2 separate regions of the Sus scrofa genome follow, and region 2 is linked to region 1. Evidence: chromatin contacts called from public Hi-C data. All regions are on one chromosome and are shown on one strand. Each heading gives the region's core, a stretch centred on a gene start, on an enhancer-like site or on the middle of the called end of the contact. The rest is flanking DNA. Distances are from core to core; before and after follow the strand shown. Region 1 overlaps LOC106508846 (a long non-coding RNA gene). Region 2 overlaps SMLR1 (small leucine-rich protein 1).

What was found. A called contact is a pair of places that touch in the nucleus more often than the background predicts.
Region 2: a Hi-C map of liver shows a contact between it and region 1, with 9 times the contacts expected there. The contact joins two enhancer-like sites. A contact is called at or near these places in 1 of 5 promoter capture datasets (liver) and 3 of 47 Hi-C or Micro-C datasets (all in liver).

Annotation. Positions count from the first base shown.
Region 1 is chr1:32,036,688-32,042,152 of Sscrofa11.1, reverse strand. LOC106508846 (a long non-coding RNA gene) reads left to right here. Exons shown (of 6, transcript XR_001305923.2): 5 at 3,104-3,236; 6 at 3,345-5,465. Among named protein-coding and RNA genes, the nearest start is that of ARG1, 19 kb to the right of the region's middle. Within about 2 kb of position 2,937, at least 2 of the 83 cell types and tissues checked have an H3K27ac peak or open chromatin away from gene starts, as enhancers often do. A contact at or near this core is called in liver, where this site is marked.
Region 2 is chr1:32,636,286-32,641,750 of Sscrofa11.1, reverse strand. It overlaps SMLR1 (small leucine-rich protein 1), which reads left to right. Exons shown (of 4, transcript XM_003121205.3): 4 at 3,148-3,582. The coding sequence ends at 3,233. Among named protein-coding and RNA genes, the nearest start is that of SMLR1, 69 kb to the left of the region's middle. Within about 2 kb of position 3,095, at least 4 of the 83 cell types and tissues checked have an H3K27ac peak or open chromatin away from gene starts, as enhancers often do. A contact at or near this core is called in liver, where this site is marked.

The DNA.
Region 1 (5,465 bases), core at 1,688-4,187:
GAGGCCAGGGATCGAACCTACAACCTCATGGTTCCTAGTCTGATTTGTTTCTGCTGAGCCCCAAAGAGAATTCCTTAAGTTATCTTTTCTTGCTGACTAATTCTGTGACAGAGATAACACAAGCTTATTTTAGTAAACCTAGGTAGAATAAAGTCTTATATTTAATGCTGATGACTCTTAAAGATATGATTTTAAAATTAAATCAAAAAACTAAACTAGGTTTTATTTATTAATGTGGACAGAAAATGTCAGCTTGCTATGTGTTTATATATACATATATATATATATATATATTTTGTCTTTTGTCTTTTTAGGGCCACATCTGCAGCACATGGAGGTTCCCAGGCTAGGGGTCTAAACCTCCATCACAGCCACAGCAATGCCAGATCCAAGCCACATCTGTGACCTACACCACAGCTCATGGCAATGCCAGATCCTTAACCCACTGAATGAGGCCAGGGATCAAACCCGCATCCTCATGGATACTAGTCAGGTTTGTTAACCACTGAGCCATGACGGGAACTCGAAACTTCTTTATAGAAAACAGAGGATGTTGAGCCCTCAAGCCATCAGCCACTGCAGCCACCCTTGAAGGTGCATCCTGAAAGGATTCAGGGTGGAGAAAAACAGGATCCTGGCGCTAGATAGATAAGGTGCATATCAAAGGAACAATTTCATTGCATGAAATTTGGTTGAGTTTCATATTCCTGAGAGTCCAGAAATACTTAATTCATGTAAGCGCTTATTTTTCTGTAAGCCAATTAAATAGAACTCTCTTACAAATTAATGTTGGCAATACCCTCTGCAGGTAGAAAAATATCATAACTATCACATACATACATAGACATACATAAACATGCACGCAGAGATGCAGAGATCTTTGAATTTTTGTTTTAGCGTTTGAGCCACGAGACAAGTACAATAAAGCAAAACTCACCAGTTTGTAAAGAACAATTTGATCCAAATTGTGTTTCTGGAAATTCCCTTGTGGCGCAGCAGGTTAAGAATCTGGTGGTGTCACTGCGGCAGCACAGGTCACTGCTGTGGCATGGGTTCAATCCCTGCCCTGGGAACTTCCACATGCCTCGGAATTTGTCAAGGTTTTCCATTAATTTTTATTTTAGATTTCCCTTGGCTGTTTAAGGGAATAACTGGTAGCAGTTATGGGAGAACCCCAGCATCCCATCAACCCTATTGGGGCTCAAATGGGGAACTTCTTCCAGGATGAACATGAGGATGTCTGTAAGGCCACTAACTTGGGGGGCTTTTTAAGAGATTGTATCATCTCTTCAAAATGGAAAGACAATTCAGGCAGAATATTAGTAGAATGAATACTCATGTAAAGATGTTGAAGCAGTAGGTGTTTTGTGAATGTTACAGTTTTGTGTTTCAGATAATTCTTGGATCTTTAATTTTTCCTGAGCCTTTTACCGTAAATCTTTCAATAAGTTATTTTGGAATTTTGAAACCCTTTGGAGTTTTCTCCATGCCAGTTAAAATAGGTATCCCATTCTGTCTGACTTGGGAGTACTTGCTTTCAAATGCCCTTTTAAATAACCAATCTTGTCTAACTGGAACATTCTTCATAAGGCCATTGTAATTCTAGGTTGTCTTCAGTAAATTGATGCATGCCCCTAAAGAAAGATCATAATTTTTTTTAAAGCATAAAATTGGCTAGGGTTCCTAAAAGGGGAAGGGAGGGGGTAACTTTAGAACATTTAGATGACTGAGATCTCATTTTTGGAGTTTTCCTGAGAACAAAGAAAAAATTTCTACATAACTTATGCCTTGGGACTTGGGTATTTTTTGATAGTATGTTTTTCATGGGATACTTCTTTTCCTGGTAGATGGCCTTGGCCTTACTTGAGCCATGCCCCGGTGTTTCTCCTTGCAGGGAATTTTTCTTGCAGATGGCTAGTGACCTGTTGTGAAACTTGCTCACCCATGACCACTATAGGTCTTTTTTTTTTTTTTTTTTTGCCACATTCATGACGTGTGGAAATTCTCAGGCCAGGGACTGAACCTGCACCACAGTAGCAACCCGGACTGCTGCAGTGACCATGGGGGATCCTTAACCCGATTCACCACAAGGGAGCTCCATTTGTAATGATGTCCCTTTTAATCTCCTATGTTTATTTTTGCCAGTGCACTTAAAAGAAAAATTTCTTCCTTTCCTACACAAAGAGTGGTCTGTTATTGACTTTTGTACTCCCTTGCTTTTGTACCTAACCATGTATCCTGGTAATCTCTCCACAGTGTGTTATTTCTATCCTTTTCTAAGGGTATAGAAAGTCTCTCTTATAGTCTTCATATATTGAGTTTTTTAATCCAGCATCTCTTGAATAGTCTCATTATGTTTAGGAACTATGTAGCCTCACAAGGGTAGATACTGAGACCAGGCAAATTGATTCCCACATCTCCCCACTCCTAGCATCCCCCTTGCAAAAGTGCATTGTCATATTTCTTGGGTCCCTCCAATCAGGCTGAACTGGCAGTGAGCCCTGGGGGAAGGCAGTTCTGCATGATACCTCTTATGATGACCTCGGTGGCAGCAGGATTGTGAGGCTTCTGCGTGGTTCCCGGTGCAGATGCGTCATGGGTGACTATGGCGTTTGCAGATGTGATAAAGTCCACTCGACGGCATCAGGACAAACAGTAGCATCTGGTGCTCTGTGGCAGCAGTCACCGTGAGGACCCCCTTGTCAGGCCCCCTCTGTGGGCATGTTTGAGGTCTTGTTCCCAGAAACAGCCTTGAGTGGCTTTCCAGCCCTCTCTGCATTTCTCTGAAGCTGCCTGGGATCCTTTTAATAAATTCCTTTCTCAGCCTAATTGGCCAGAGTATGCTTTCTTTGCTTACAACTAGGAACTCTGACCTAAATCCTCTTTATGAAAAGATAATGACTTTAATGATTAAACAAGACTAAATATAGAGAGTGAGAAAAAGGAGTGTACCATCTGCCCTCACTTCATCTGTAATAAATTATCTTTGACCCACTCTCTCTAAGCCTGTCCTCAATATTTCTATTATCCTCATTATTCTGCTTTAAAAAAAAAAAGCAAACAAGTTTTGAATTCTATGTTTTGCTTCCTCATTGTGTGCCAGGATGGTAAGTGGAAGTGGTGAACTGCAGGTTAGCCCTCAACCAGTGCCAGCATTTCTCAGGGTCCGTGGCCCTTCTCCTCTTGTTGTGGCAGCAAAGATGGCTTTGAACATGACTACTCTCAAGACAGGAAAGGTAAGAGAGGAGTCGAATGGCTGACTTTGGGATCTCTACAGAGATTCTTGTGAACTTCTGGGTAAGGGAGATGTTGATTTTTTTTATTTTTTATTTTTTGATTTTTAGGGTCACGCTCATGGCATATAGGCTAGGGGTCTAATTGGAGCCACAGCTGCTGGCCTACACCACAACCACAGTGATGTTGATCCGAGCCACATCTGTGACCTATACCACAGTTCATGGCAACACTGGATCCTTAACCCACCAAGAGAGGCCAGGGATCGAGCCCGCAACCTCATGGTTCCTAGTTGGGTTCCTTAACCCTTGAGCCATGACAGGAACTCCCCAAAGAGAGATGGTAATCTTCAAAACATAATTTTCAATTTCAAGAGCCAGTATTTGAAGGTCCCAGTATTTGAAGGTCCCAAGAAATGTGATTATTTCATTTTCAGAAGTCTGAAAATCTTATCTTCGAATGTCAAGAACAAAATCAGGAGAAATTCACACATTAATGTTTGCACCAAGAGGCACTGAGAAGAAAGAGGGCTACCATGGGGGAGGTTTGGGTTTTCTCCCACTTCTAGAGAAGATGTGGCTGAGTGGATCCGTGGACCCGAAGATTCCTTGGGGTGGTGCAGTAGGAGAGAGCTTTGTGGATCTTGCTGCCTAAAAGCAGAGGGGTCCGGGGCAGCGGCCACCAAGGGACTAAAAGACCATTAGCATCAGCAGCATGTGTCCACAGAGACGTGGCCACGTGACAGACTCTCGCCTGCCCCTGATGCCATGATCCTAGCTGAGCATGGTTAAACTCACTGCCTGGAATATGGGATCTAACGAATCATGTTCTCCTATTGTTATCACATTGTTATGAACAGGCTGGAGCTCTTCTTGGGCACGGCTGGAACCAAGCGCTTGCTTAATGAAGTTACGCTAGGCTACCGAAAAGAGGGACTGGCTGACTCCTGAGAGGACAGGGGGCACGGCAGTGTGCTGAGCACACTCAGACCTCCAGCAAGGGTCAGAGATGAGAGTGAAAGAGAACACTGGGCTCTGGGAGGCCAGGCACCCTTCACCGGTGCCTCTCCCGGGCTCTGATGTTGAAGGAGCTGTAGTCAGGCTGCTTACATTCAGGAGGGAGAAGAGGGGTCCTGGGAGGTCCGTGGTGCAGAGAGAAGATGTCGCACCTCAGACACAGATCCGGGAAAGCCTGATGTGACCTGGATGAGACCCATAACCAGGGACGTAATTTTCTCCTTCTTCCCTTGTGTTCTCCAGCCCAGAGTGGTCTTGGATGCTTTCCACGACTCCCCTCTTCATGCCTAAGCATCCCCTGACCCTGAGACCCCCCCCCAAATCTGGGGCCTCCACCTGGCTCCTTGACCCCCACTGCTTTTGTTTTTCATCACTTGATTCCTTCCCGCCAATCTAGAAGGCTCAGGCTACTTTTACGGTTCACATACAACTTTATTAAAAAAAAAAAAAAGTGGGAGTTTATTTTCCTTTCCTTATAATAGATTGTAAACTCCTTTGAGACAGGGAACCCACCTTCTACAAGGTGCTTTATATGATGGACTAGGCAAACAGGGGAGGATTTCCAAATGTTGCCTGATGGACATCTGGTCCCCTCCATTCTGATGGGAATGCTGACGCCTCTGTCCTCAGCGTCACAGGGGAAAATTACAAATAGCACTAGATGTTCCAAACGTGTTTGCTTTTCTTTCCCAAGAGGACTACTTTGTGCTTCCCTAAGTCGTTCCACTTGGTGGCTCACCCAGCTATAACTGTCCAATAAACTTGTCTGGCAAACGACCTCATAGAAGCTGACGCTAATAACCTCGAGGACAAACCAGGATTTCTGGCTTCGCCTGTTGACTTCAAGTACCTGGAGCACTTGTTCATGTTTTCTTGACTTTGTTCCACATTTAATTTTCTTAAAAGATGCTGTATTAACTGGAAAATTCATGGGGTTTAATAAGATGATAATGTAGAATACTTAACACAACTTTGACAGCAAGCAAGCTCTCTCAGTGTGAGCTAAGCTTATTACCCCATCGACAGAGAAATCATTGTATTCATTCTCTCTCCGGTAACCATACATGACACAATAGGAGAAAGCAACGTCTAGGTGGTGGTTCTTTTTGCTTGACACATATTTTAAGGTTTGCCCCCTCCTGCTTTCCCTGCATTTTCTACGTTCTAAAATGGTCACAAATAGTAGCACAGTAAGAACTGCATGAAAAGAAGCTG
Region 2 (5,465 bases), core at 1,846-4,345, 600 kb before region 1:
ACAAATCTGTAGGGTTGGTATGGCGATTAAGCGAGAAGATACATGCAAGGTTCTTAGCAGTGCCTCTTCTGAATAACTACTAGTCGTCATGACCCCTGCTGACATAAATTCTAAGAAGGCAGTGTTTGTGTCATTATAATAATAGCTATCATTAAAATATACCCCCAGTAGGATTTTCTGTGTGGCGCAGTGGGCTAAGGATCTGGCATTGTCACTGCAGCATCTTGGGTCACTGCTGTGGCACAGGTTCAATCCCCACCCTGGGAACTTCCACAGCCAAAAAACATATTTTTACCTAGTAGCCATTATTAAAATTAAAGATAAAATCATTTATCTTTATTTTAAAACAAAATTAATGATTTGAAATTAATAATTCAGGAATAACCCAAAGTCACTCACCTAGAAGCTGGTAGCCATGGGGTTTGAACTCTGGCTGTCTGGCTCCAGAGCTATCCCTCTCAGCCAAAACCCTACTCCTGGAGTGCTATACACAGAGCATATGTTCAGCAGGTATCCTTTTGACCAAGGCAAATAAACTTATCACCAACCTGAGCGCCAGCTGTGGGAGAATTTAAACAAGTCTAGGATTTTACAAAAGTTTTAAGAGGATTCGATTAGTCTCTTTCTATAACAGGGGTTATTATTGATGCTGGCGATTCCTCGGCATACAGACATAGCTCTGAGTCAAGGAGATTACATTTCATCTGTGGCCCAACAAGGAAAACTTCATTGCCTGCAGAATACTCGGCAATTATAATTTTCATGGCCACCTGCCTAAACTTACCTGTCCGATCACTCGGCACCCTCCTTCACAGAGCCGTGAAAATAAAATGATAACCAAATTGTAAGCTGTTTCAGGAGGATAAATTAGTTGCCTCGCTCTTTGCACTGTGCCTGGCACAGACATTTGGTTTCCAGGATAGATAATTCAGTGAGGAATGATGTTTCCTCTTGGTCTTTATCTCCTAGTTTTCCATTTTCCAGCTCTCTTATTTCAATATCATATGAAGGTTACACATTTTCACTTGTGTCCTGGCTTTTCATTCAAAGCCCCTGTTATGCAGTTAGCCTTTGGTAATTGAGAACAAAAGGGAAGAAATTACTTATGTGGCCTGGGCCATCTCAAGTAATACCTTGGAACGAGATAATCTATGTGGAAAGGCAGTGAAACTGAGCGGCTGAGAATGTGGGCTCTGGAATTAGTCTGCCTTGGATGGAATCCTGAATCCATCAGTTTGTACGATCTTGTGCAAATTGCTTCTTCTTCTTCTTCTTTTTTTTTTTTTTTTTGGTCTTTTTTTTAGGGCTGCACTTGAGGCATATGAAGTTTCCCAGGCTGGGTCTAACCGGAGCTACAGCTGCCAGCCTACGACACAGGCACAGCAATGCAGGATCTGAGCTGTGTCTGCGACCTACACCACAGCTCATGGCAATGCCAGATCCTTAACCCACTGAGCAAGGCCAGGGATCAAACCCAACTCCTCATGGCTTCTAGTTGGACTCATTAACCTTTGAGCCACTAAGGGAACTCCAAATTGCTTCATATTGACTTCTCTATGCCTCCATTTGCTCATCTGTAAAGTAAGAATAATAATGGTGACTACAACATAATTTCATTGCAAAAATTAAATGAGAGGATGCAAAGGGCTTTACTTTTCTTCCTTTCTTTTTTTTTTTTTTTTTCCAAGGACCATCACCTGCGGCATATGTAAGTTCCCAGGCTAGGGGTGGAATCAGAGCTACAGATGCTGTCCTATGCCACAGCCACAGCATGCGGGATCCAAGCTGTGTCTGCTACCTACACCACAGCTCACAGCAATGCCAGATCCCCAACCCACTGAGCAAGACCAGGGATTTAACCCGCATCCTCATGGATACTAGTCAGATTCATTACCCGCTGCACCACAACCGGAACTCCCCAAAGAGCTTTTCATGGTGTTTGGCACAGAAGTGATCAACAAACATTAGCTGTTAAATTTCGAGGCTCCTGTAACCAAAGACCTGTTAACCATCCAATGCATATGTACCCCCTCATCTGAGATGACAGGCAATGTGGAAGCAGAGAAGAATCCAGGTCAAGAAATGTGCATGTGTCTTGGAGTACATGGCATATAAATTGCCTGGCAAGGAATAAATTGGTTGGATTTGACTTGGGGGCAAAAAAGAACATTTTCAGGTTCAATTCTATAAATATGCATCATTTCCTATGAGACTATAAGGAATCTGGTCTCTGGCATGGATAATTTAATTAATAATACTTCTGATAATAAACTTTAAGAGTAAAAATCGTTTCAGTTATGCATGTTGGTGGCATTCAGGAAGAGAGATGTACTTTTTTTTTTAATGTAACCGGAAGATCTCAAAGGATACTTGTCAGGATCTCAGAGCTAAGAATCAAATTTACTACTGACAGAGAGGTAACAGGTGAAGCTACAGAACAGCTAAGAATACACAGAAAGATGATGCAAAACAAAGGCCAAAGGGAGGAGAATGATTGGGGGTGGGGGTCATGGAAAGGGGCCTTGTATCAAATATTACAGAGGAAGGGAACTGGTGCCACCAGATTTAGTAATTAGGACATCATTGATAAGTCAATATTTTAGTATAGTAGCTATATCTGAAGTTATATTTTAAGGAGTTGACGAGTGTATAAATGGTGAAAAGCTGAAACTCACTTTTCAGGAAATGATGCCAAAAGGTAAAAAGGAGACTAATTTGACTTGTCTGAAGACTACAAACACCCAAATTCATCTTTGGCGGGGAGGAGCAGGGACAGAAACCCTTATTTCCATATCCCCAGACCTTGGATTAGAGACATGTATAATAAATGCTTATTCAATGAGGGCATCTTAACTTGAAATTAACAATCTACTGATTACAAAATATACTTAGCATGTAACAACTTTTATTACAGTGGCAATGTGCCTCATCTAACTAGGACTGTTCTTTAGAAATAAGCATTTAGATTTGGGGGGGGGGCAGTGGTGAGGAGGGGAGGAGAGACCTTGCACTGGGCATGCTGTGATGACTATGGCTTCTGTAACTTGCCACCAGGGTAGAAGTGCTGGCCAACCACCCCTTAGGACTTGTAAATGACCTGTGGCACTTGGCTGCTCTCAGAGCACTAACTGTCATTCTTCCTTTCAGTTAATGAAGAACTGTCACAGACTTCCGATCGCCAACACAATCACGAGGCTGGCTCTTCCCTGAACCAGAGAAAGAAACGGACGTGACTGTTGGGGACTGATCAATGGCTAAAGCACAGTACGTTTCTACTGGTCAGAGAGCCACGGTCACTGGCTTAGCAAATAAAGTAGGTTAATAAACCAGAACTACAGCAAAACAGGAAGAATACTAAGATGCTTGCTCTGAACCATATTGGAAAGTGGCAGCTATTATCCAAGAGGAAGGCTATGAGACTCAGCTTAAATAGCAGTTCTTCAGAGAGTCCCAAGAAAGTAAGATTTGTTGGATGTTCTCTATGAACTGGATGTGTTGTAACTTTTTAATTTTTATAGGACCATGTCTGCTCTGAAGGGCATTATTTTCAAAATAAAATTCTTAAGTGTCATTATTATATAATCCCGTGGAAGCCCACATTATTGGAGGTGGAGGAAACTCTGGTAGAGATCAAATGAATACTCAAGGATGAATGCCTATGGATTCCCGCTAAGTTCCTACTTCCTCCTCTTGCAGCTCAGCAATGCTTAAACGACACCTTTTCAGGCATTATTTCTGGTTCTTGGTCTGCTTCTTGCCTTTTCCCAGTTGCTGTCACAAGTCCACTGTCACTGTGGGACTCCACAAAACAAGCAGTCTTCTGATACTAGGTATGGGTCACCGTGAAAGTAGTTTTCAGTGTGACACAACTTGGAAATACTGGTAATTTGGTGGGACAAAGGATACAATATCCATGGAATTCAGAGGGAGAATAATAACAAGACTTTGCCTCTAAAACCGAAACATCGGGGAGATGTTTTTAACTATAGAAAGAAGTCAACATTTCACTAACAGATTTCTTCTTTCGGTGGGAACTCCAAAGGGCCAGCATAGATAACCGACAAGAAACATTTAATTCAAAGTAGTTGTTCAAATAGTTTGTAATTACTACTGTGTTCTTCAGTTTTCTACTTAACAAAAGATACTTACATCTAAGTGTAAGTCTGGTTACATCCTAACGTTGGCATATGAATCTAATAGGCTATTTATTAGACTGATTATAAAATATAAGTTCCAGTAAGAAATGCACAGACTTCTGTAGTGTCATACGAACTTGCAAAAGATCCCACGGACGACTCAAAGCAAGAATGCAAATATCCAACACCAGATAATTTCTGTTCGCTCCCCCCGACCCTAAAATTCTTAATATGTATCCAGTGAGTTTTTAGCCTCCATTCTCACTTCTTGCATAATATAAAACTCACTGTTCAACTGGAGACACTCATTTCCATGGTTTATTGCATTTGATTACAATGGAAATGTCTGCTGGGGCTTCCAGACCGAGGTAATTTAGAATAACAGTGTGCGTGCCATATGGAAGAAATAACAATATTCTTGAAGTTCTGGGAGGGATCTTTTTTTATCCTCTGGTGGAAATCAACCTATGTAAAAGCGCTTTCTCTGAAAGAAGGTGCGAAAGGATGCATCGTATTCCCAGCTGCCAGCCAAATCTGTGGTTTGGACACCACCGTTTGTTCCACCTTCTTCTGGAAACGGGCACTCTGGAAGCCTGACTGTGGACTCTGGTGGAGGCATTCCACCACCGCTGCCTTACCAGGGAAAATGCACCTCAGCTACCATGGTAACAGAGGAGCCCTAAGCACCCATGTTTCCAGCGATAAGCATAACCAAGTCATTTAAGCAAGACCTGATTCCTTTGCTGCTCTTGCGTAAGATGAGGGTATAAGATATACATACATACATATATATATACACACACGACTGGGTCACTTGGCTGTACAGCCAAAATTGACAGAACATTGTAAATCAACTATAATAATTTTTTTTAAAAAAGATGAGGGTATAAGGAATTTCCAGTGAAATCATGAATAGAATCATGAATGGTTTTTACATGTATAATTTTCCCATGGAGAGACCACGTCCAAGGGTTTCACTACCATCTGCTTGAAGGCACTACTACTGGATTTGCTGGGTCCCTCAGACAGCACCACCAATCCACCTGCACCATCGTACCTTTGCCCTCCACAGGTTCAGGGTCGGTGTAAGATCTCCTTCCAGCATGTGCTGCCTGGCTTCTCTTCATCGCTGCTGCCACCTAAACCAGGCTGGTGGTCTCCTTACATTATCCAATACTCTGTTCCAAATGCAATGCTCCAAAGCCTTTCAACAGGGGCCAAAAACATTCCTACAACCCTAAGTGGCCTCACCTCAAAAGTTCCTAACCCAATTTCTAATATTCTAGTATCTGTGAGAACTCCCAATTCTGCTTCCCTGACTTGAGACCT